Regions from separate parts of the Anas platyrhynchos genome. Here region 2 is linked to region 1. The links are chromatin contacts, called in public Hi-C maps. All regions are on one chromosome and are shown on one strand. Each heading gives the region's core, a stretch centred on a gene start, on an enhancer-like site or on the middle of the called end of the contact. The rest is flanking DNA. Distances are from core to core; before and after follow the strand shown.

The links. Hi-C and Micro-C count contacts between places; a contact is called where the count stands out from the background.
Region 2: a contact with region 1 is called in a Hi-C map of subcutaneous adipose tissue, with 2.0 times the contacts expected there. The contact joins two enhancer-like sites. A contact is called at or near these places in 4 of 8 Hi-C or Micro-C datasets (F1 follicle, liver, skeletal muscle and 1 more).

The regions. Positions count from the first base shown.
Region 1 is chr2:75,326,865-75,331,695 of IASCAAS_PekinDuck_T2T, reverse strand. CCT5 (chaperonin containing TCP1 subunit 5) reads right to left here. Exons shown (of 11, transcript XM_027451742.3): 11 at 4,778-4,831. Among named protein-coding and RNA genes, the nearest start is that of CCT5, 9.9 kb to the right of the region's middle. Within about 2 kb of position 2,100, at least 3 of the 8 cell types and tissues checked have an H3K27ac peak or open chromatin away from gene starts, as enhancers often do. A contact at or near this core is called in subcutaneous adipose tissue, where this site is marked.
Region 2 is chr2:75,382,280-75,386,888 of IASCAAS_PekinDuck_T2T, reverse strand. It overlaps LOC140001919 (a long non-coding RNA gene), which reads right to left. Exons shown (of 3, transcript XR_011807711.1): 3 at 2,719-3,549. Among named protein-coding and RNA genes, the nearest start is that of CMBL, 11 kb to the right of the region's middle. Within about 2 kb of position 1,353, at least 4 of the 8 cell types and tissues checked have an H3K27ac peak or open chromatin away from gene starts, as enhancers often do. A contact at or near this core is called in subcutaneous adipose tissue, where this site is marked.

The DNA of each region.
Region 1 (4,831 bases), core at 851-3,350:
AGTAGCTTCTTGAAACTGAGACAGTCTGAGGCCCTGATGCCCCGCGGCCAGAGCAGCTGAGGTGACACAAGATATTCCCCTGTGTACACGGGCCCTGCTTGTGCCAGCAGGGAGACTGCTGCCTCCTGACCCGGAGGGAAGGAATAAATGTCGTGTTTGAGGAACCAGCTTGGTTATGTATAAATTTTATGGAAACTGACAGTGTTCTCTGCATGGTGGAAAAAGGCGCTATGCAGTATCAGAGAGCATGAAACCCTAAAATGCAAACCAAACATTTAAATATTTGGTTTATATTTATTTTAGGGTTTATTATTAACCTTTGACATTAGCTCATTATTATTATTGGATTATATTTGCTCATTCACCTCCATCTGCTTTGGTTTTCTCTGTTTATCTCCTTATCTAGTTTCTCTATTCAGTCTGCTCGCCTCAGAGAAAGAGAGCATGAAAATGTCTCTCCTCGAATCATTTGACACTCGTGATCCCTTTCAACCTCTGTCACTCCAAACTTGTCTTTGGCGTTAAGGCTTCATTCCCTCGCAAGAGACATCAGGCAGAGCAAGTACTGATCGCGGGCTTGATGTGTGGCCATTGTCAGGAAGCAGCAGGAGCAGGCTGAGAGAGAAAGCTCCTGAGAGGAAGGAGGAGGGCATCTCCCAGGGTTTCTCCCAGCTCTTCCTCACCCCTTGCACTTCTCCCAGCAGCCCACCTCAAGGTGGCAGAGCTGTGCCTTGACACAAGCGGCCAAAGCTCTGGGAGGGAAGCAAGGGGAGGGCCGTCAGGGCCCTGAGAGCAGCGTCCCACCTTCAGAGAGGAGTTAGGCACCGGGCGGCTGGCAGAGAGCTGTTCCTTTCAGTGCCCACGCTGCGCACCAGGAGCCTCACCAGAGCACGGAGACCACTCCTGAATACCCTAGGGAGAAGCTTCATGGAGATGCAGACTCTAGCACACGTCCCAGGCTCAGTGTCTTGCAGAGCACACACTAGTGCTTTACCCTCCAAACATTTGTGTTCAGCAAACGTCTCTCTTGTATCACAGAGAGGACTTGTTTACAAAGCAAACACTGTCAGTCCATTTAATTGGCTCTTTAACATGGCGAGAAATGTTCCCTGGCAGAGAGCTCCCGGGAAACCCTCCAAGCTGTGAAATGGAGAGGTGCTTCTACGCAGAGAGGACAAACGAGGCTAGTTCCTCACAACTGAATCATCCCTCTTCGGGTGATGGTGAGGGTTCAGTCAGGGGTTGTCACGGCCACAGCCACTACAACAGCAGTTTTTAACAGTGTGTGGCACAGCAGCAACAGAGGAGGGAAGTTTACCTGACTTGTTCTGTACAGCAAAATTGATCAAGCCAGGATCTGCTTAGCAAGACTGCTGGACTGGCTCCATTTAGGATCCTGGTTGTGGTTGCTTGCCTGTTTGTCAGGTGGGATTGCTGAGACTGGAACTGCTCATGTCATGACCTCCCTTCCCTGCGCAGAACAGTCAGAAAAGGACAACTTGAAAGACAGCAATTTTTTTCTTAAGTGTAGGAAAATATGTTTGTACTAGAAAGCATCAGTTTGCAGCAAACCAAGAATGTTGTTTCACAGCTCTGCATAACCTTGTTCCTGGAAAAAATCTTCTCAGCCCCAGTTAAGCTGAATCACCAGGACGCGCCCAAAGCCCGAGGCCTGGCCCTGGACCAACAGCAGGCAGCGGCTGCCACGGGCTGGGTGTGACTGAAGGATGGGGGAACCTGCGGGCAGGGCTCTGGGCAACCTCACCTCGTGCACCTGCCAACACCAGCAGAGAGGGGAGGAGGGAAGGAGCTCAGGCCCTCAGGAGCACAGCAGGAAAGGCTGAGAAGTGAGTCTGGAGAAAGGCAGTTGGCAGCACAACTATTGTCAAAGCAAGGGGCTGGGGTGAGGGCCCTAGGACAATGTGGAAAACTGGGTCTAAGAAGGCACGTGGGACATGTATGAAATCAGTCGAAGCAACTGAGCTCCTGACAAAGATTCAGCTCTTGCTGCTGACAAACGCATGCCATGTGGGTGATGCTGGCAGAGCTGCTCGGCTCCTTCAGCTGGCTTTTAACCATGTCCGCAGTCCCTTCAACACGGGTGTGCATTCATCGCCCTCCAGTGGCGAACCTCGTGTTTTCCCTGGTGTAAAGCAGCAGTAGGACCTGAAGAGAACATGGGGTACCTGAGATCCTCAGCCCCAAATACACACACTAGGCAAGGCTTTCATTTCCCGAAAGTACTAATGTTTACAGACACAGCATGCTTAATTTAAACGTCTGTGTTTGTCTGCCACAGCTTTATCATCACTCAGATGTCTCCTCCACTCCATGTGCGGTGGTCTGCCCTAGTCACAAACTCACAATACTGCTACTCCCACAGCCCTGGTAAAGCACAAATCCATTTACATCAGCCCTGAGATTGTACCAGTTTGAGCTGCATCAGTTCCATTCATCTGGGTTAATGTTTTCAGTTGCACGTTGCTTGTCCTCCAATTAACTGCCTATGCAACAATAACAACTAAATATGTTAAACAACTAATACATTAAATTCAAGTAACTAAGGTATGTTAAATAACAATGTAACTGATACTAAATGTTGAAAATCAAAGTCTCTAATAAAAGAGTAATTCTTCATTTTTAGATTCTTTTCCAGCATTCCACCACTGAACTTCAAACTTTCAATACTGAGGTCTGACTGAAGGTTAATATTTATATACAGAGCACAAAGTCTTATTCCCTTCAGTCAGATTAACAAAAACACATGATCTTGCAATTCTTGGACTCTTCCATGTTGTTCTAGAGACTTCTCAATTAGGCAGTTTACTACAGAAGAAATATGTTCCCAGGAATAATAAAAAAAAATGTTAAAAACCACAATGTAAATCTGGCCAGATTTCAATTCACATATCATTAGAAACTACCAGCATAACATGCTGCAGATCTTTTTGATAGTGGGAACAGTTTGGTGTACACAAACTGTAGGCTCCAAGCTGCTGTGAACAGATTCCATATACAACCTGTGGAGCATTGCCACAGCTTTCTCCCCTCCAGTGGCAGTGCTGCTTGCAGAGCCTGCCCTCCTTCACGTCTCCTGGTCAGAATACCAAACTCAGAACAAGAGAAGCAGTGTCCAGCACTGCCTTACTTCTGGGCATCTCCCATTTTAAATAGGTCACATCATCTATGCCGTGCCAAAAGACTATATAACTGAAAGAGGTGAAGCTTTTGAATAATTTGGTCATGGAATTCACTGTTACGGGCAAGGACTTGAAGGGAAGAACTAATGAAACACAAATAACAAACCATTTTCTCACTTCCTGTTCATCCTATGTACAATCTCACCAGTACAATTAAACTACTCCTTGCAAGTCCTAGCTATAGCCACGTTCATTCGGAGCTATTAAGCAAAGTAAGAGCTGGCTCTACATGAGCCAATGGATTTATGGGATTTTAGTCACAATTACAGCGGTGAATCAATTCCAAGTGCCAGACTTCAGCTGCAGTATAACTGTGTAACTGTTCTGTCCATTGATCTGCATGTAGATAAACCTATTTTGGAAGAGAACAATGATGAACAGAAGTTACAGTAGTCAGTTTCTAATAAATTAAAATCAAGCTTTGCAGGATTCCTCCTTAAATAGTTATGGAAATACACTTTTATCACAACCAGCACTGGAACTTTCACACCATAAAAATCAGACTTCTCTAACCTTCCTCTACTGACACTCACTGAAGGATTTTGTTTCACTCAAGTGGTAATCGTAACACAACTAGAACAGAACATGCTAGCTAACAGAGGCAAGAGAAGTAGCTTCCTCTGTACTACTATGCAAAAACAAACAAACACACAAAAAAACAGAACCCCACACCAAAAACCTACATGCTATTTCTGGTCTGCCACTTGCTTCTTACTAGGAACTATACATGCAAAGATGCAAGGCAGCTTACAGGTAAATTTTACGCTTCCATTTTAAAATAATTTTTGGGACATATAAAGTAAGTACATTTCCTCTCGGTAGCATAGGTAAGTTCTGGGAAGAAAAGAACCAAATGTGTGGCTGAATGCATATCCCTGTAAAAAAAAACTCCTCCCTGCATATCAATCAGGAATACACTAAATGTGAGTGGTAACAGGCCCAATGAAAGTTAAAGTGTTCAGATAATTGGTTTGAAGATTCTGCAAGGTTACAAATAATCTTTTTTTCCTAAACCCTTTCCTAAAACCTTGTTTTTTAGGGTTTCCTAATCCCTGAACTTCTAGATGGTCATATTTGGTGCAGAACTGGTTATCTAGCTTGTTTCTTGTAATGTGATATTTGTACATGCCACTGTTCAAATGGCTCTAACACTGTAATTACTCAATGACTGTCAAAACCCAGGAATGCAACAAGCACAGGTTGCCTTGATATAAAAAAAAATTCCTACTCAGTACCATAAGTGAGAACTGGAAGCATGTAATCTGGATATTTTTCATTGGCAAATTTAAAATTCATACTTGAGATATTTAAGAATTACCAGAGGCTACAATAATTTTCTGCTTACTTCACTGAAGAGGGACAGAAGACCTCTTAAAATGAAAATCTGCAGACTTAGCTCACAGGCAGATAAAGGAATTAGCTGCAGGAGCAATGGAAAAATGACCTACAAAATTCTATTAATGCATTATCCATGCTTTTTTCTTCCTTCCCCATACATTCAAGAAGTTTTCCCTAAGAACATTCACACCCCTCTAAGAAAAAATGCAATGAGGCTTCCAAAACTAGTACTGAAACCATCAGTGCTAAATTGTGTTTTATTTCCAACAATTAGCCATTACAGTATCTGAAAC
Region 2 (4,609 bases), core at 104-2,603, 56 kb before region 1:
TATTCTGCATTATGATATCAATAGTAATGAAACTACTTATCCATTCTTCTGTCCTTGTGGGTATGACTTTTCATTTTGGCATTACTTGAGTTACAGTTTTTATTTCGTTATGAGGAGTCACAGGTGCTGTCATGAAGACACCCTGTTTTTGCATGCATGAAGACAATACTTTTATTATCTCAAACATATTTGTTTCAGATATACATGTATTGCTGTACTGAACAGAATTGCCCATGCATTTTCCCATTTCCCATGCATTTTCCCACCATTTCTCTGCAAACCTCAGAGGGCTGAGTGTGTCCAACAACACTACTGCAAGGTGAACACCGTGCTCAGCCCCAACCCAGAGCAGCTCTGGGGCCCTTCCTGGCCTCCCCACCCCAGATACCTGCAGCCATACCAAGTCACCAGCTTTGTCATGTTCAGCTGAACATCTTGGCCCTGGTCCTGCAGCATTCACGCTTCCCAGGGGAGAGCTTTGGGCTTTGGTGCTGCTGTCACCATGTTCTTAGGTAGCCTCAGAAAAATCCTCCAAATATTGCAGGCTGGTGAAGACAGTGCCACACGTTAACATGGTTTTGGTAGTAAATGAGTGTGTGTGTGAGCATGATAAGACTTTTTGCTTATCAAGAAAATAAAAAACCTGAGGTAGTTGGGAAAGCAAAATATACATTTTGTGGGAGCCCCCTCAGCTGGAGCTGATGAGCTGGGTTTTGCAGCTGTGGCATAGCATGTGTGACACAGAGCTGCAGGTTATGCGAGCAGCTTTTACAGAAGAGATGTGGAAAACTCCCAGTACTTTTCCCCAAACGCGCTCTGTCTGAGCCGTTGTGGCCAGCCCAGGGCTTCTCAAGCCCTGCTGGGGAGCCAGGCTCTCCTGCCATTCACAGCCCACAGCTATGGATGCTGTGGCTTCTGGTGCCTGGGCTAAATTGTTGCCAGGCTTGGTTGGTCCACCTTGGTGGTGATGGGTGCCCTCATTTCATTCCTGTTCATTCTCATCTGCCTGCATCTACCTTTCCCCAGTGCATGAGTACGGAGCTTGCAGGCAGTGTGTAAACTCTTCTCCAGGTCTTTGAAACCCTTAATTTGGGCAGGGTTCCCCACACCTGCAGAAAAGAGAGGATGGTTTGCCTCGAGAGAAAGGAGGAGCTTTCTTCATGTAAATCCTAGCTGCCCAGCCCAGACGTAAATCTCTATTTTAGGCAAGATCTGATGCTGATCCTTATCAGAGCTAACTTTTCAGCACTGCATTACAAGCGCTGTGGTTAGCAGCTGTCACAGCCCTACTCACTCCAGGAAATGTCCACAAGATGGGGCCCGGCTCCTTCATTGTCATCGGGAAAACTTGGTGGAGGTTTGGCTCCAACTGCAATAGTAAGGCTCTGAATGGTCCCTGCCTAACACTGCAGTAATGGTGTACTACTCCCAGAGGAGACCTGGCTTACTGGTCAGCAGAAAGCTGCTGCATATTGTCTCTGTACGCAGCAAGGCACTGTAGCCTGATGGATTTTGATAAAATGTGGAATTTCACCTCCTTAGGACTCTCCAGTTTATAAGAGGGAGCTCTGGTTGTGATACACTATCTTTACACCTTGTATTTTATTTTGCATGACTGAATGTTTATTATTTGAAAGATCAGTTTTTCATTACACAGCAAAATCAGGTCATCGGCCTGATAAGCCGATGAGCTGTAATAAGCATGATTTAAGTTGTACTCTGAGTGTGCTCTGTTTATGCTTGCTCATCGTGAGTACGGTCTTTCTTCACGTACAAACAAATGTAAATAAGAGATATACTGAGCTTCCTAGGGAGATTTTAATCATGACAAACAGTACTATTTCCCTCTGATAGGTTAATCTTGTAATTCTCTGTTATTTAAACTTGCTTGGCCAAATAGCTGAGTCACACTAAGATGACCCAGCAAACTGAAACACAACTGGAGGACAAACCTTAGGCAACCTACATATATATTTGATGAAATAGCATCCAAAGAACAGCAGCTAGTAGGTCTGAACCTCTGCCATACAAGCACCACCAGTGCTCTGAAAGGCAGGAGTAACCCCTGCTATAGCAGACTCCTATGGAGACCACTTTTTTGCAGTTTTGTCTCTGGCACACTTAGCTCTAGAGGGCCAGGGCTTGCTGGATGAGAAGATGGGGAGTTGCCACCTTGGTGGTGTGCCAAAGAGGAAGCAGCAAAAGGGCTGACAAGGTGCTTTTGAGCAGTGGCTAAAACAAAGTGAGGGATGAGGGAGAAGGCACGGAAGTGTTTAAAACTAGAGCTGTTTTTAGTCTATTTATTGATACTGGAGCTCCAGTCTCACCTCTGTGGGTGGGATAACAGCATAGATGCTGTTGTGCCATGACCTCAAAATTCACAGATCAGACATAGCCTAAACTAGGTCTTATGAAAATTGTGTTACTGTTTGGTTTTATTTTTATAGGAGGCCTAAATGCATCTGATTTCTTAGGTGGAGATCAAGTCTGAGTACTTCATATGTAAAGAAGTGTTCATGTGTCTGAGGCTTTAGACACATTTGATCCGTGTTTCATGTGCAGTTTCATGAAGAATTGATCTCAACTACAAGTACAAGCAGCTGATCTAAACTGCAAAAGCAGTCAGAACCCTAAACCAACAAACTCCTTCTCATTAACTTTGTGGTTGAATTACACATGGGTGGAAATTATAATTCAATTAATAAACAACTTCAATAATCCTGTTTTCCTCCATTTTTTATTTAATCATGTTTTTCTTAACAGTACCAGATGAATTCTACATTGAGAATGGGTGGAGGAATCTGTTTTTTTTTTTTTTTTTTTTGTTTTGTTTTGTTTTGTTTTTTTCATTGTCTAATCAGCATCTCTATTAATCCCTTTTGTGAACTATTTTATGTAGATTTTATAATCTACATCTATGTCAGTTTAATTAATATTTTATAGCAGGCATTCACTGCTGTTCACAGGTTATGCAGTGAACTCTGGCATGTTTCTGGCAGCAACCTCAGCAGTACAAGATGATTTTCTCCTTTCTATACATAACTCATCAGCATTCTTCAAGTCATTACATGACTAAAATCATACTTATCAATACAGCATATTTCTTTTGTTTACTAGCCTTGGAAATGCCATTATTTTTGTTTAAACACAGCTTCTATTTTGACATGTAGTATTAGGGTACTTTTAAAAGAAACGGGACTTCTACTTAAATATAAATGGATTTTTGCCAGCTTACTGCTCAGATGAACTGAGCAAAGTGAGGGAAAACAGTAAGCACAGTGGTAGGGGAGTTGTTCTAGGTCTGATAAGTTGTACAGCGTGCATTTGAAATCTCTTCCCATTGCTTTGCCTGAGGTTTGGGAAAGGTGCTGGAAAAGCTGCAGTTAGTCTGGTTAAACTGCACTGCATCTTCTGGAGGGTTTTTGCAGGTTGATTTGGAAGGTCAGGAGAGTAGCTCTGTTCAGAAACGGCACTGTGGAGAGCCATCCCTAAGAGGGCCAGTCTTCGGTGCTGGGAACCTCTGCATGTGTCACCCCACAGCACGTTGCCCTGTGAAGACAGAACTGATGTAAAGAGGCAGGATTTGGAGAAATTTGTGGTGCTGTTCACTGTGCTTTCCTGTTTTGGTTTTAATACCATTTACCTAGATATTTATGTACATTTGTAGTAGAGGAATTGAAGAGGGGAGAGAATACTGGAGATATATTGAGGGTCTTGGCTGACATCTGCTAGAATTAATTAGAAAATCCAGAAGGGGATAAATGGTTAGATACATTCCTAGCAAGCATATCTAATCATTGAAAAGCATATTTGAATTCTATTGCCAGCATGCTGGATTTCACTTTAGCAGTGAGACCAGCCAGAACAAGGAATATTATTCCAGTGGATTCATTTACATGGGAAGAGAGACTGTCCCTTGTTAATAAGCAAACATTGCCATTTTGATTTGTTAAGAGTGGCAACAGGATCAGGTTAAACAGCTTCCCAGTATGCCCCCCCCCCCAAAAAAAAAGGCTGTGAATGACTACCTACTGCTTGGTGGAAGGGGGAGAGCAGAGGACCCCAGAAGTTGGCCAGTTTTTTTAAACCCAAGATCCTACAGTGGCCTATCTCCTGAGAAAATCTCCGAGGCTATAAACTGTTTGGAAACCTCTCTTCACTCGAGAAGAAATAAAGTAGTTTCTAGTTTGTTCTTTAAAATGTACACCTCTAGAAATTTAGGTATCTGTAATGTACTCATAAACAACCCTGGTGTACATCCCTGTATTCCTTTTACCATTCTAGTTCAGATTACAGAGTGTGCAGAGAAACCCCTGCTGATTTACCTTCTCTGAGCTGATTTATGGGAACTTTTAGAGATGTCAGTTAACGATGAGTTCCCTGGGAAAGGGCTGTACTCAACAGGTGATACTGGGGGACCAGCAAAGTGCCTGTAAGCAACAGCAGCTTTGGATTCCCCATAAAAGAAGAGAAAGGGGACACACACAGTGAAAACTACAAGGGAAAAGTAGTCAGAAGAGCAGCTTGCTGACAGTGGAGTCTCACAGGAATAACAGCAAAAGACAATCATGTGCCAGACCATGAGGAGGAGGTGGAAGACCACAAGAGA